3 separate regions of the Mus musculus genome follow, and all the other regions are linked to region 2. A link is a contact called in public ChIA-PET data. All regions are on one chromosome and are shown on one strand. Each heading gives the region's core, a stretch centred on a gene start, on an enhancer-like site or on the middle of the called end of the contact. The rest is flanking DNA. Distances are from core to core; before and after follow the strand shown.

The links. ChIA-PET counts read pairs in DNA pulled down with a chosen protein or histone mark.
Region 1: an RNA polymerase II ChIA-PET map of memory CD8 T cells shows a contact between it and region 2, with 30 read pairs. The contact joins the promoter of Tmppe here to the enhancer-like site in region 2. A contact is called at or near these places in 5 of 39 promoter capture datasets (the 3T3-L1 cell line, the C10 cell line, cranial neural crest and 1 more), 6 of 484 Hi-C or Micro-C datasets (CD4 single positive thymocytes, CD8 T cells, DN2 thymocytes and 3 more), 7 of 115 datasets of contacts at active chromatin or transcription factors (acute myeloid leukemia, bone marrow-derived macrophages, embryonic stem cells and 3 more) and 3 of 9 other capture datasets (adipose tissue, liver and pancreatic islet).
Region 3: a contact with region 2 is called in an RNA polymerase II ChIA-PET map of memory CD8 T cells, with 10 read pairs. The contact joins two enhancer-like sites. A contact is called at or near these places in 1 of 484 Hi-C or Micro-C datasets (nephron progenitors) and 4 of 115 datasets of contacts at active chromatin or transcription factors (embryonic stem cells and memory CD8 T cells).

What each region holds. Positions count from the first base shown.
Region 1 is chr9:114,399,233-114,403,669 of GRCm38.p6, reverse strand. Tmppe (transmembrane protein with metallophosphoesterase domain) reads right to left here and starts at 2,575. Exons shown (of 2, transcript NM_001200002.1): 1 at 2,401-2,575. Glb1 (galactosidase, beta 1) reads right to left here and starts at 2,592. Exons shown (of 16, transcript NM_009752.2): 1 at 2,401-2,592. The coding sequence starts at 2,478.
Region 2 is chr9:114,611,917-114,616,468 of GRCm38.p6, reverse strand. It overlaps Cnot10 (CCR4-NOT transcription complex, subunit 10), which reads left to right. Exons shown (of 20, transcript NM_153585.5): 11 at 1,359-1,480; 12 at 2,669-2,845. Among named protein-coding and RNA genes, the nearest start is that of Gm51659, 21 kb to the left of the region's middle. Within about 2 kb of position 3,273, at least 53 of the 459 cell types and tissues checked have an H3K27ac peak or open chromatin away from gene starts, as enhancers often do. A contact at or near this core is called in CD8 T cells, acute myeloid leukemia, adipose tissue and 2 more, where this site is marked.
Region 3 is chr9:114,440,917-114,445,617 of GRCm38.p6, reverse strand. It overlaps Glb1 (galactosidase, beta 1), which reads right to left. Exons shown (of 16, transcript NM_009752.2): 10 at 2,497-2,609. Among named protein-coding and RNA genes, the nearest start is that of Gm30254, 18 kb to the left of the region's middle. Within about 2 kb of position 2,072, at least 35 of the 459 cell types and tissues checked have an H3K27ac peak or open chromatin away from gene starts, as enhancers often do. A contact at or near this core is called in memory CD8 T cells, where this site is marked.

The DNA.
Region 1 (4,437 bases), core at 1,326-3,825, 210 kb after region 2:
TTCTGATTTCTGGGCCTGGGGATGTAGCTCAATTTGTAGAGGACCTAGCATGAACAAAGCCCGGGTTCCACTCTCAGCACCACAGAAACAGGGCATGGTGGTGCACCCAGGTCCTCCCAGCCCCCAGGAGGTAAAGGCAGAATCGTCAAAAGTCCAAGGCTATGTTTGATTACATACCAAGTTTGAGGCCAGCCAGGGTTCATGAGAACTTCTCATTAAAAACAAAAGGGGCTGGTGAGATGGCTCAGTGGGTAAGAGCACCCGACTGCTCTTCCGAAGGTCCGGAGTTCAAATCCCAGCAACCACATGGTGGCTCACAACCATCCTTAATGAGATCTGACTCCCTCTTCTGGAGTGTCTGAAGACAGCTACAGTGTACTTACATATAATAAATAAATAAATCTTTTAAAAAAAAAACAAAAAAAAAACCAAACTCAAAAGAATAGACTTCTCTTAAAGTAATTACAGCTCTAGCCCAAAACGGAGAGACATATCTTCATACAAGTGTATTGCTTGTTAATGTGCAATCGGTTTGGCAGGAGGGGACTGGAGAGATGGCTTATCAGCTAAAAATATGGACTGTTCTTTCAGAGGTCCTGAGTTTAATTCCCAGCACCCACATGGTGGCTCACAACCATCTGTAATGGGACCCAATGTCCTCTTCTGGTGTGTCTGAAGATAGCTACAGTATAGTCACATAGAAAAATAAATAAATCTAACAACAACAACAACAGAAGGAGGAGGGAGAGGAGGAGGAGGTGGAGGCAGGAGAATCTCTGACTTCCAGGCCAGCCTGCTCTACAGAGTGAGTTCCAGGACAACCAGGGCTACAAAGAGAAACCCTGTCTTGAAAAAGGAAAAAAAAACAAAACCAACTCCCCCCCCAAAACTAAACAACCCCACACACACATTTTATTTTTTTTTGTTTTGTTCTGTTTTGTTTTTAGAGACAGGGTTTCTCTGTGTAGCCCTAGCTGTCCTGGAACTCACTCTGTAGACCAGGCTGGCCTCGAACTCAGAAATCTGCCTGCCTCTGCCTCCCGAGTGCTGGGATTAAAGGTGTGTACCACCACCACCCGGCTTTAATTTTTAATCTAGGTCTGAAGTTTGAGAGTTAACGTTGCAGATGCAAACAAACAAAAATAACTGAAAGCCAGTTGGCTGGAATTTCTTGGCTCTAATCTAACTGCTCAAGAGGGATAGCTACATAATTAAGAATTCCCGCGGAGATCACAAAGCAGCGTCTCAGGGTTCGGCTCTCACAGGGCACCTCAATTTCTTGCCTGGTGACTTACATCAGACTGGTGACACCTCCATAAATCCTTATCTCTTCCTGCCCATCCTGACACTCCAGATATATGGGTTCCTTTCCCCTACCTGTTGGAGCCTCTGCCCACTGGTTCTCAAGACCTCAAGCTCTGACGGAGCAGCCGGCACTAAATTTTCGTTCTCCTTAATCGAAAGCATTTTCAGCAACTGTTTTCCAGAAACTTAAACAAGTTTCAACTCTGGTTTTAGATAAACGTGTGCCATTTCCAAGAGTGTAATTTTTACAAGTCTACAAGGTTCAAAGTCTACTACCAAGTACTTGAACTTACCCGACTCAGTCCATCTGGAGGGCCCCAAGGTGACTCGCTCAAAGTGCAAATGAGTAGGAGCCCCGTTCCACCACGCCCTGTCCCCTTCGCAGGTTCGGTGCAGACCTCCCCAGGTGCGTGTCCCACGCGCCTCAGCCACTGCCCTGCCACCCAGACCTCGCCTGTAGCACTTGGCCTCTTCCCACCCTCCTCCCGCACCGCCAAACCCTAAAAGAAGAAAAAGGCTTCCAACAAACAAGGCGATGCACACCTCAAACTAAAAGCAGCCAGCAGGTGGCTAGCGAGAAACATGAACAGTATGTTTGAAAAGGGAGAAGTCTCTGAAAGCGAATATTCCTGTGACCCCACTGCAGGAGCCACTCCTGACCCCATTTTTTCTCCTTCCGGAGCGTTCCATGAAGCCCGAACTCCGCAAGGATCGCGCCCCACGCCACTGCCCGCGGAGCCCTCTAGCAGCCCCGCGCAGCCTGGACCCCTCTCCCCAGAAACCGAAGCTGGAAAGACTCAGGCGCACCTCAGCTAGCCCCCGACCGCGCTGCACAAACCGGGAAGCAGGTCCGTGCACACGGGACCGCCGCAGCGGAACCCACGCGCGCCAGCAACCAGGAAGGACGCGCGCCCCGCCCGTCCGGCCCGCCTCCTACGGGAGGCCCGACCACTGCCTGCGCCTCGGCGGCCTGCCTGCTCTGAGCGGGTGATCGAGGGTAACCCGGATCCCGACTTTGCAGAGCCGCGGCTTTCCTCGGCCTCTGCCCGCTTCCCAGCGGCGGAGCGTCCCCGCGCGGTGGCACCGGAGACTTACATAGATGCCGTGCGCAGCGCCCAGCAGTTGCAGCAGTGCCAGGAGCGGGAGCGGCGTACACAGGGGGACCCGGAGCATGATCGCGCCACGATGGGGTCTCTCCGTTAGGCAGTGGGCGCTCTGGCCAGCCGCTGCACCTCCGGGGGTTGTTGAGGACCCTATGCCAGGACCCGCCCCCAGCTCCGCCCCGCCCCGAGGCTCTGTGCTGCGAGTGGAGGTCCAGCCTCTGTAGGCCACGTGACTCAGAAGCAGCTGTGGTCTATGCATCTCCCACAACTGTGTTTCCTTCCGGAATGGCGGCACCCCTGAATGAGCAATGATGAAGTTCAGGGGCTGGCCATTCACAGGGGCCTTCAGCCTGTCCCGGCTGCCAGAAAAGAACTGAGCAGGGAAGAGGAAACCAGCCAGTCAGTCCTCAGTGCTCTGGCCTTAGAAGCCTAGCCCCTAAAACTCTCCCTAGCACGTGGTCTAACATTCACAAGGTGTGGTCCACAGGCCAACGAGACTTAAACATGGAAATGCAGACTCTGGGCCCCAGCCCAGAAACCCTGAAGTCCTAGACCCGGACCCAGCTCCGAGGTTCAGTGAAAGCAAAGGTGAAGAAGCACTGTAGTAGGTTACAGAGGAATTCTAAGTGTGACTCAGCTATGGCCAAGTTATTTTGAAGTGCCCTGATTTTTAATGAGAACAGTAGCCCTTCCCTCTGGCAACTTCTGATCTTCCGCCTACTGCCTCCTGAATGCTGGAAGTATAGCCATGGGTCATCACCTCTGCTTTAGTTGACGTTGACTTAAATATACATGAGATTTTCCCAGCTTTAATGAGTTGTAGTCAATAACAATATTCATTTATTTTAGGCATTATCTCATTTATTTATTTATTTATTTATTTCACTTACTTTTTGCAATGCTATCGGTGAGTCTCAGGTCCTCATTAATTCTAGGCAAGTACTCTACTATTGGGCCACACCCCTAAATCCCCTTTTTCTTTCTTTCTTTCTTTCTTCCTTTCTTTCTTTCTTTCTTTCTTTCTTTCTTTCTTTCTTTCTTTCTTTCTTTCTTTCTTTCCTTCTCTCTCTCTCTCTCTCCTTCTTTCTTTCTGTTTGTTTTTCTGAGGCAGCTTCTCACTGTGTATCTTTTTTTTTTCTGGATTTTTGAGACAGGGTTTCTCTGTGTAGCTCTGGCTGTCCTGGAACTCACTTTGTAGACCAGGCTGGCCTCAAACTCAGAAATCCGCCTGCCTCTGCCTCCCAAGTGCTGGGATTAAAGGCGTGCGCCACCACGCCCGGCCTCACTGTGTATCTTTAGCTGGCCTGGAACTCTAGAAGATAGCCTGAAGACTGGGCTGGTAGTTGTTTTTAGTGATAGAGGGTTTGGGGTGGGGATACGGGTGGGGCACGACGATGTGAGAGGGAGGCGGGAGTGAGTACTCTCAGAACCTGCACAGCGCAGCACTCCTACAGTGAGATGGGCGAATCCTGAACTCTGGGGCCAGGTAGCCTGGGTTATGCAAAGGAGAACAGTAGGACAAACGGCCTCAGAGCAGGACACACACCAGATATCATTCTCTGACCTCCACATGTACACCATGGCGCACATACACACATGTGGGCATTCACACACGGGGTCATATATACTAATATACAAATAAATATCCTAAATAAAGCTGTTTTTTTTTTTGGTTTTTTTTTTTTGGTTTTTCGAGACAGGGTTTTTCTGCGTAGCCCTGGCTGTCCTGGAACTCACTCTGTAGACCAGTCTGGCCTTGAACTCAAATTTGCCTGCCTCTGACTCCCAAGTGCTGGGATTAAAGGTGTGTACCATCACGCCCAGCCCAAAATTTGAATTTTTTTAAAAAACAGGATCTCAAGGCTGTCCTTGAACTTACTATGGTTCAGTGGTTGTTTTAGTTCTATAAAACAGGGCCTTTATTATGCAGCTCTGGCTGCCCTGAGATTCTATGTGAAACAGAGAACTTGCCTGCCTCTGCCTCCTAGATGCTAAGATGGGAGGTGTATACTGCCTTGTCCACTCTCAC
Region 2 (4,552 bases), core at 2,024-4,523:
TTTATTTATTATATTACGTATACCGTAGCTGTCTTCAGACACCTCCAAAGAGGGGATCAGATCTCATTACTGATGGTTGTGAGCCACTATGTGGTGCTAGGATTTGAACTCAGGACCTTCGGAAGAGCAGTCAGTGCTCTTAACCGCTGAGCCATCTTTCCAGCCTCTGTACTTTAGTTTTTAAAAAAGTTTTTACAAAAGGCTTCAGGCAGGGGCTGGTGAGATGGCTCAGTGGGTAAGAGCACCCGACTGCTCTTCCGAAGGTCCAGAGTTCAAATCCCAGCAACCACATGGTGGCTCACAACCATCTGTAACAAGATCTGACTCCCTCTTCTGGTGTGTCTGAAGACAGCTACAGTGTACTTACATATAATAAATAAATAAATCTTTAAAAAAAAAAAAAAAAAAAAAGGCTTCAGGCAGAAGATTCTGTACCACACTGGGCAGAGCTTGAGCATATATTACCTCAAAGCCAGCCTCCACAAAAGCCACACCCACTCCAACAATGCCACATCTCCTAATAGTGCCACTCCTTGTGGCCAAGCATTCAGCACATGAGTCTATGGGGGCCAAACCTATTCAAACTGCCACAGTTCTGTTGAGAGACTCTGCCTCGATAAACAAATAGGAGAAAAATCTAGCACATCTTTGTATGTTACCCCCAGGCCTCTGATTCAAAACCAGGCACATATGTACCACATACACAAATACACAGTGCAGGGGTTGGGAGGGTGGGGAAATGTAGTTTCACAAAGTGGCTATGATAGTAATCCTAGCACACAGGAGGTTGAAGCAGAAGGATTGAAAGTTTGAGGCCAGCTTGAGCTACAGAACAAAATCCTGTCTCATACACACACAAACACAAATTCTTAATTCTAAAATTTGGTGCTGGAGAGGTGGACACTTGCTTCTCTTGCAGAGAACCTAGGGTAGGTTTGTAATCACATGGTGGTACACAGCTGCCTGTAGTTCAGGGGATCCAAGCCCTCGTCAGCTTCCACAGGCACCAGGTGCACACGTGGTACATATTCATATCAACAGGCAAACATTTGTGTACATAAAATAAATACATTATAGAACATAATAACTGGGGCTGGAGGGATGGCTCAGAGGTTAAGAGCACTGACTAACCTCTTTTAGAGGTCCTGAGTTCAGTTACCAGCATCCACATGGTGGCTCACATCCATCTCTAATGAGATCTGATAATCTCTTCTAGTGGTCAGCTACAGTGTACTCAGAAATAAAGAAATCTTTAAAAAAAAAAAAAAAGGCCATAATACTTGTAAATTATTTGACCATATTTTATGCCATTTTTACTGTTTCTTTACATTTTATCTTAAATATTTTTTGTTTTCTAGACTTCTGAGCAAGAAACTAAAGGTCTTCCCACCAAAAAAGGCATTGTACAGTCTATTGTTGGTCAGGGATATCACCGTAAAATAGTTCTGGCATCACAGTCAATTCAGAACACTGTCTACAAGTGAGTATTTTGCCATGAGCCAGTGTGTCTCTGTAACAACACTGTCGGTGCCGTGCTTTTAGTGGGCAGTAGCTTGGGCTTGACCGTTTCACAGGAGGAATTGCTTTGTGGTGACAGTTTATTGCTACATCATTAAACAGGCCCAAACTGAGTGAGTCTGTAGTGAGTTGGTCTGTCTACTGTAATTATGATTTAGAGCTTCTGTGGATACAGACAGACCCTAAGGAAGCACACTACTCATTGCCATGAGTCAGAATGTCCAGAAGAGGGCATTTGTCTCCTTTTTATTTTAGCTCATGTCTGCTTCCTAGAGAATTGCTCCTCAGCCTTGTCTGTGAGTTCCCATCCAGGGATTCAGCCGACCTCTGATTAAAAATATTTACAGGCAAAAAAATTATAATAGTGTTGACCGTGTGCTGACTTAGGTTTTAAGTTTTGGGGGATATTTTGTGGGCGTTTATGTGCACCACATGCATGCCTGGTTCTCAAGGAGTTGAGAAGAGAGTATCAGGTCTCCTGGGACAGAGTTACACACAGTCCTGAGCCACCATGTGGGTGCCGAAAGTCAGATTCTACAACAACAGCTGGCGCTCCTAACTGCTGAGCTGTCTCCAGCCCAGCCCACACCCTGTGCATTCTAGTGTGCCTCCATTCTCATGGCTCCACCTACAGTTGTCTTGCGTTAGTATTGACAGTGCAGAGTCTCCTCCTGTTCTGATATATGTGCTTACAGTCCTTTGTAGTTTTATGTCTTGTGTGAGATTTGGGGTTGGATTTTTTTTTTTACCATTTGCTTATAACAGCTTTTATTAAACTTTTTGTACATGAGAGAAAGTTCAGTAACAGTTAATGATTCTGGTTTTTTTTTTTTTTTTTTAATTGTGTTGAGATAGGGTTTCTCTGTCTTTGCCTCTGAGTGCTAGGATCAAAAGCGTGTGCCATCACAGTTAATGATTCCTTATAGCAAAAAAGTCTGGCCGGGCGTGGTGGCGCAGCCTTTAATCCCAGCACTCTGGAGGCAGAGGCAGGCGTATTTTTGAGTTCAAGGCCAGCCTGGTCTACAGAGTGAGTTCCAGGACAGCCAAGGCTGTACAGAGAAACCCTGTCTCAAAAAACCAAAAAAGAAAAAAGAAAAGTCTGGTTTATTTTTCTACAGTCTGTAAAGCTATTTTGTCTTGTTCTTTGAAGTGATGGTCAGTCTTCAGCCATTCCTGTAGCCAGTGTGGAGTTTGCAGCCATCTGTCTCAGAAATGCCTTGTTGCTGTTACCTGAAGAACAGCAAGATCCCAAGCAGGAAAATGGCTCCAAGAGCAGCAGCCAGCTTGGAGGGAACACGGAAAGCAGCGAGAGCAGCGAGACGTGCAGGTAACCATCCGTCACCTGACAGTTTCAGAGGTTTAGTCCATTCTTGTCATAGTAGGGCATGTGGTAGCACACAGGCAGACATGGTGCTGAGTTCTCCATCTGGATCCAACCGCAGCAGGAAGAATGAGATGCTGGGACCTGGCTTGAGCTTTTGAACACTCAAAGCCCACCCCTAGTGACACACTTCTTCCAACAAGGCCACACCTTCTAATCCTTTTAAATAGTGCTACTCTCTGTTGGCTAAGATTCATATATATGAGTCTAAGGGGGCCATTCTTACTCAACTCACCACAGGACGGCAAGGTCTTGATCGCTTACTGTTGAGGGAAACTGGGACAGGAACTGAAGCAGATAGAAGCTGAGGAAGAACTCTGTTGCATGTGGTTTTAAAAAACACACCCCTGCCTTTGACCTAGACAGCAGCAGCCCTCTGGCCCCTCCCAGCTTAGCTCTGAGTGTGAGCCACTTCTGGCTGGCCTAAGAGCTGCCTCGCTCTACAGCTCGCTCTCAGCTTCTCTTGTGTTCCTCTTGGCTTAGCTTCACCAGGCTGCCATAACTGACCCATGTCTCTCTCTAACCCCCTTTGCTCCTCAGTTGGAAAACACTCAAGACAGTTTTATTACTTTAGAACTTGCCTGCTAGCACAGTTGCTGGGCACAGAGTCTCCTGCTCTAAACTTATCATCCTATCTGTACCAGCGGCCTCTGCAGACCTCCAGTGGCAGCGGCCGCTGCTTCTAGCTTCTCCAAGATCTTGCATGATTGTTTCATGCTTCTCCTTCCAAAGCCTTCTCCTCCTGGGACCCGGAAATCCCACCTGTCCCTTCTGCCCAGTGATTGGCTCCTGGCCTCCTTTATTGACCAAATCAAGAACCAATTAGAGAACCAGCTCTCAGTATCAGCACCTCCCCCTAGACAGGCCTATTCCACATGGCTTGCTTCCCATAGCTCACTGTGCTTTTTTACACAACCCAGATGCATCTGCCCAGGCTGGCACCACCCACAGTGGACTGGGTCTTTCTGTGTCAGTCAGCAGTCAAGAAAAAGCCCCACAGACTTGCCTCTAGGCCTTGTCTCAGTTGAGGTGCCTCTTCCCAAGTTACTCTAGCTGTGTCAATTTGACAAAAAAACTAACCAATGTACCCACCTTGGCAAAAGTCCTTTAGGACTTCTTCAGCAAACCTGTCTGTCTGTCTGTCTGTCTGTCTGTCCTTTAGATAGCTTCCCAAACTTCCTCCAGCAGTTCCAAAATTCACTCATACCAAAGGAGAGGCAAGCTGAGTGATCAGAGCACTTGAGACAAGATAGGCTCTTAAAGAGCGGCTTGGAGGCCAGAGCCAGGTATGATGGCACACTCCTGTGGCCCATTCTGGGAGCAGAAGGACAACAAGCTACTAGCCTGGGATATGTAACAGAACCCTGTCTGGAGAAATAGGAAAGAAGAGAAACACAGTTAGGATAACAGTGGGGATATTTGAAAGTCATGTGTGCCAGAGACAGCTTTTTTTTTTTTTTTTAACATTTGTTGACTATTAGGAGCCAACCTGGGGTGAGGTGGGCAGGCAGGCCACCATGTGTGTTCCATAGCACATCTACGACCACAGATAATCACATACACACATTTTAAAAGTGTGTATATATATATATATATATATATGTATATATATATATATATATATTTTTTTTTTTTTTTTTTAAAGTGCCAACT
Region 3 (4,701 bases), core at 823-3,322, 170 kb after region 2:
AGGGGCGGAGCTTCCTGAGGGCCAGACTTACCAACTGTATGAATCCATTTTGTGTTTGTATGAATTTAGTTATTTCAAGTTCAAAACAAGTTCCATGACTATGTGGTAACAGGAGTTGAGGCAATGGCTAGCTCAGGGCAGGGGGGTATCAGGGAGGCTCCCACAGGGCGTTGGCTGCTGTGACAGCTCACTTCCCATACACAGTAGCCTTGGGAGCCTTGTTTGTTCTTCTAAGGAAAGAGATAACATGCTTGAATAGGTAAGAAACCAGAAACACAGAGAAAAACAAACTTCCTAACCAGAAGATGGTGAAACAAGAAAACAAAAGCATCCTCAAACAAGGCGAAGAGACAGTAATACAGAGAAGAAAAATAAGAGAACGGGGAGCATAAAGAAGAAATAACAATAATAATAATAATAATAGCCGAAATTGATCTCTGCATGGGGCTCAGGTGCTGAAGTGCCAGCCACTCGAGCAAAGGAGCTGAGTTCTAACCCCCGGACCCACAAAAAGCTAGGCATTGGAGAGTAGGGGGGCGGGGGGCGCTGCTTGCCAGTGAACTCCAGGGGCAGTGAGAGACTCTGCCTCAAAACTAGGGTGGGGAGAGGCTGAGGAAGACATGCTACACTTACAAACACAAACATACACACGTGCAAAACAGAAACCAGTCTCTGTGTATCAAGAATTACAATTATAAGCTGGGCGTGGTGGCACACGACTTTAATCCCAGCACTCGGGAGGCAGAGGCAGGCGGATTTCTGAGTTCGAGGCCAGCCTGGTCTACAAAGTGAGTTCCAGAAAAGCCAGAGCTAAACAGAGAAACCCTCGAAAAACAACAACAATAAAACAACAACAACAACAAAATTTACAATTACGGGTTGGAGAGATACTTCAGTGCTTAAGAGCACTCACTGACTGCTCTTCCAAAGGTCCTGAGTTCAAATCCCAACAACCACATGGTGGCTCACAACCATCCTTAATGAGATCTGATGCCCTCTTCTGATGTGTCTGAAGATAGCTACAGTGTACTTACATATAATAAATAAAAATCTTAAAAAAAAAGTTACAATTACAATCAGAGACATACACAGGTGCAAAACAGAAACCAGACTCAGTGTATCAAGAGTTACAATGTATTGGGCTGGAGGCTCCATTCAGATACAGGTTAAGGGGGCTTCTTGCTCCTTCAGGAAACTCCACTTGAATTCACAACATTGGACAGCTCACAACTGCCTGCTAACTCCAGCTCCAGGGGATTCAATGACCTTTTTGGGACCCTTGGGTATCCACACACACACACAGAGGCAAATCTTTTTTTTTTTTTTTTTTTGGTTTTTTCGAGACAGGGTTTCTCTGTGTAGCCCTGGCTGTCCTGGAACTCACTCTGTAGACCAGGCTGGCCTCGAACTCAGAAATCCACCTGCCTCTGCCTCCCAAGTGCTGGGATTAAAGGTGTGCGCCACCATGCCTGGCTCGAGGCAAATCTTAAATAATAAATAAAAAACTATTAATAAAAAAGAGAAAGGAAATTTAAATGAAAATATATATTTCTCTTTCTTCCCCCCTCCTCCCCTCTCTGCTTTCATCTATGTAGCTGAGGCCTCGAGCCATCATATAATTGAGGATGACTTGACTCCTGATCGATCCTCTTGCTCAGTATCTGGGTTGCAGGCATGCACCACACTAGGTTTATATCATGCTCTTTTTCCATAACATGCCAGGTGGTGGTGCACAGCTCTCGGGAGACAGAGGCAGGCAGATCTCTGTGAGTTCAAAGTAGGAATCTCATCTACACAGAGAGACCCTGTCTCAAAACATAAGCCCCCCTCCCCCCCAAAATATGAAAATATTTCTGAACACAAATCTTAACACATGCTTACACTGACATTACACGACACCTAACTTTTACCACTTATTGGCAGAAAACTTCAAAACCAGGTGACTGAGCAAAAAAATTGTGGGTTTGCTTTTTTTTTTTTTTTTCAATTCACCACAGAGACAGGAAACCCCACCTGAGAGCTTTAGGTGCTTCAAAGGCTGGCTGCTGGCAGAACAGAGACGTTCCCGAGCCAGCTAGAGGAAACAGCAGTCGACTGCCCCAGGTGGAGCACAGCATCTCCCTCTGCACAGACCACAGATGCTCTGCACACTGGTGGCTATCAATTTTCCTCCCTATACATTCGAGCCACCACAGGGACGTATCTTCTGGCTTCTACTTGCTGCCCACAGTGTCAGAGACCACGCCGGATGGCTCACACATGTCCTTTGCTCTCCCTATCGCATGGTTAGGAACCCTAATCCCAGCCTCACAGATGAAGGGTGCAGAGCCTAGAGCCTTTGCTGATAAACTCATGGGGTCTTCCCCAGGCACACCGTACCCAAAACCTGTGCCTCCCTCCTTCACCTCCGTTAGCAAGGGATCCATCCACAGAGCCATGAGGAGTTCACAGCAGGCCCCCCAGCAGCCCAGCTCTCTGAGAGTTCGAAGGACCCACCATCTGAATGACTTCTCGAAGAGCAAAATACTTCTTAGTGAGGTCCCCAGCCTCGCTCAGTGGGGCGTCGTAGTCATAGCTGGTGGGCTGTGGCTCATAGGGCGTGTTGGCACCTGGAAGACAGAAAAGGTCACCAGTCAGTCACTTGAGGTCATTGCTCAGGGGCTCAACGTTGGGGTGAGGAGAAGTGGAAGGCACATTAAAGCCCCAAATGGTAAGAGGGGGGATAGCATTTCTACAGCTGGTCAAGCACTTGCCCAGCACAGCAGACCCCGGATGTGCTGGCCCATGCCTGTAACTGAGCATCTGGGAGGTGGAGCAGGAAGATTAGAAGTTCAAGGTCACTCTCATTTTGCATGTTATGTGCATACGTGTTTCACAGGCATATATGTCTGCACGCCGTGTGTGATCCACAGAGGCTGGAAGAGTGTATCAGATCCCCTGGGACTAGGGCTGCAGATGTGGGTGCTGGGAATCGAACCTGGGTCCTCTGGAAGAGCAGCCAGTGCTCTGATCTGCTTTTTCTCCGTTTACATCCCTCCAGGGAAAGCCTTTCTCTAACAGCCAATCAGTCTGGGGACGTAGAACCACTTTTCCCTGCCCCCCCCTGCCCCCAAGACTCTAAGGTTTCCTTAGGATAGGCCGAAGTCGCCCACAGAGTTACATCACCACCGACTTTCTCACAGAGTTAAATCACCCCGACATCTCTCTCACAGTTACATCACATGTCCCCCAACCCCCCATCTCATTCACAGTTACATCACCTTGTCTTCTACACCCTGTTGTTTTTGTGGGACCGGTGCTGCCCCTGAGAACATACCCAAGGAACATTTTCTGTGATGGCTGATATTATTGACTCGACAGTCAATAATATTATTGATATTATTGACTTAGACGCACCTAGGAGAGGCTCTACCTAGATAGGGAAGAAGCTACCATCCCATGGGCTGGTGTCCCACAGTAAAGACAAAACCAGTCGAGTCCCAGCCAGCACTCATCTCTGGCCCTTTCCTGACTGCAGAGATGACTCGGCCAACGGCTTCGAGCTCCTGACCACTTCCTCAGGTTTGGTTTTGTTAGGTTTTTCTCACAGCAATGGGAAGCATAATCAATACAACTTCCCAGAATGTGACCTGTGACAAGACCAATGAGCAGACTCAAGGCTGGGCACATAAAAGCACCAAAAAAAAAAAAAAAAAAAAAAAAAATCCCTTGCAATTATTGTTCATGGTGCAGAGTCTAGACCAGAAACTTCTAAGCTTGTCAAAGTGGATACTTACAGGGTTAGGTTCCCTTTTGGCCAGTCCTTTGGAAATTTACCCATGCATGAGAGACACATGAGGAGTCCTGCCCTGGAAGCTGGTTCCTGTGAGGGATTGGGGGTGGGCTGGGGGCAGGGGTGGTCTTTCGTCCCTTTTCTTCTTTCTTTCAGACGAGGCCCAGGATAGCTTCAAACAAGCTATGCATCCAAGGCCGATAACGGACTTCTGGTCTTCTGCCTCTTATCTCTCAGATGTCAGGATCACAGGTGTGTCTCTCAGGTGCTGGGATCACAGGTGTGTATCTGGGCTCACAGGTGTCTCTCTCAGGTGCTATGATCACAGGCGTGTATCTGGGGTCCCAGGTGTGTATCTGGGGTCCCAGGTGTGTATCTGGGGTCCCAGGTGTATGTCAGAGGGTCACAGGTGTTTCTGGGATCACAGGTGTGTATCTGGGATCCCAGGTGTCTCTCTCAGGTGCTAGAATCACAGGTGTGTATCTGGGGTCACAGGTGTATATCAGGGACTATGGGTGTGTATCTGGGGTCACAGCTATGTATCACCAAACCTGGTTTGGCAGTACTGGGACCTTGTGCAGGCTAAGTTGGCACTGTACCTAGAGGGTGACACCTGCAGCCCTTGAGATAGCGACACTACTGCAGCTAACCGTGAGCCTGCAAGGTTTTCTTCCCCTTCTAACTCAGCAGCCCTCTGCCACGCACACTCGAGAACGAAGCTGTTCTCTGACGGCTCTAATTTGTAAGTAAATGAGGCTCCAAACATAACAGATCGTCAGTGCTTGGCGGTAAGTTCACAAGTGACGGGCTGAGGACCAGCTGTCAGAGGGCTGACATATCAACGAGTGGGCATCAGGTCAGCGCTAACTTCCTCATTGCTGCTCCGCACAGAATCTCACCTTAGAAGACCCAGACCTTCAGCCAACAGA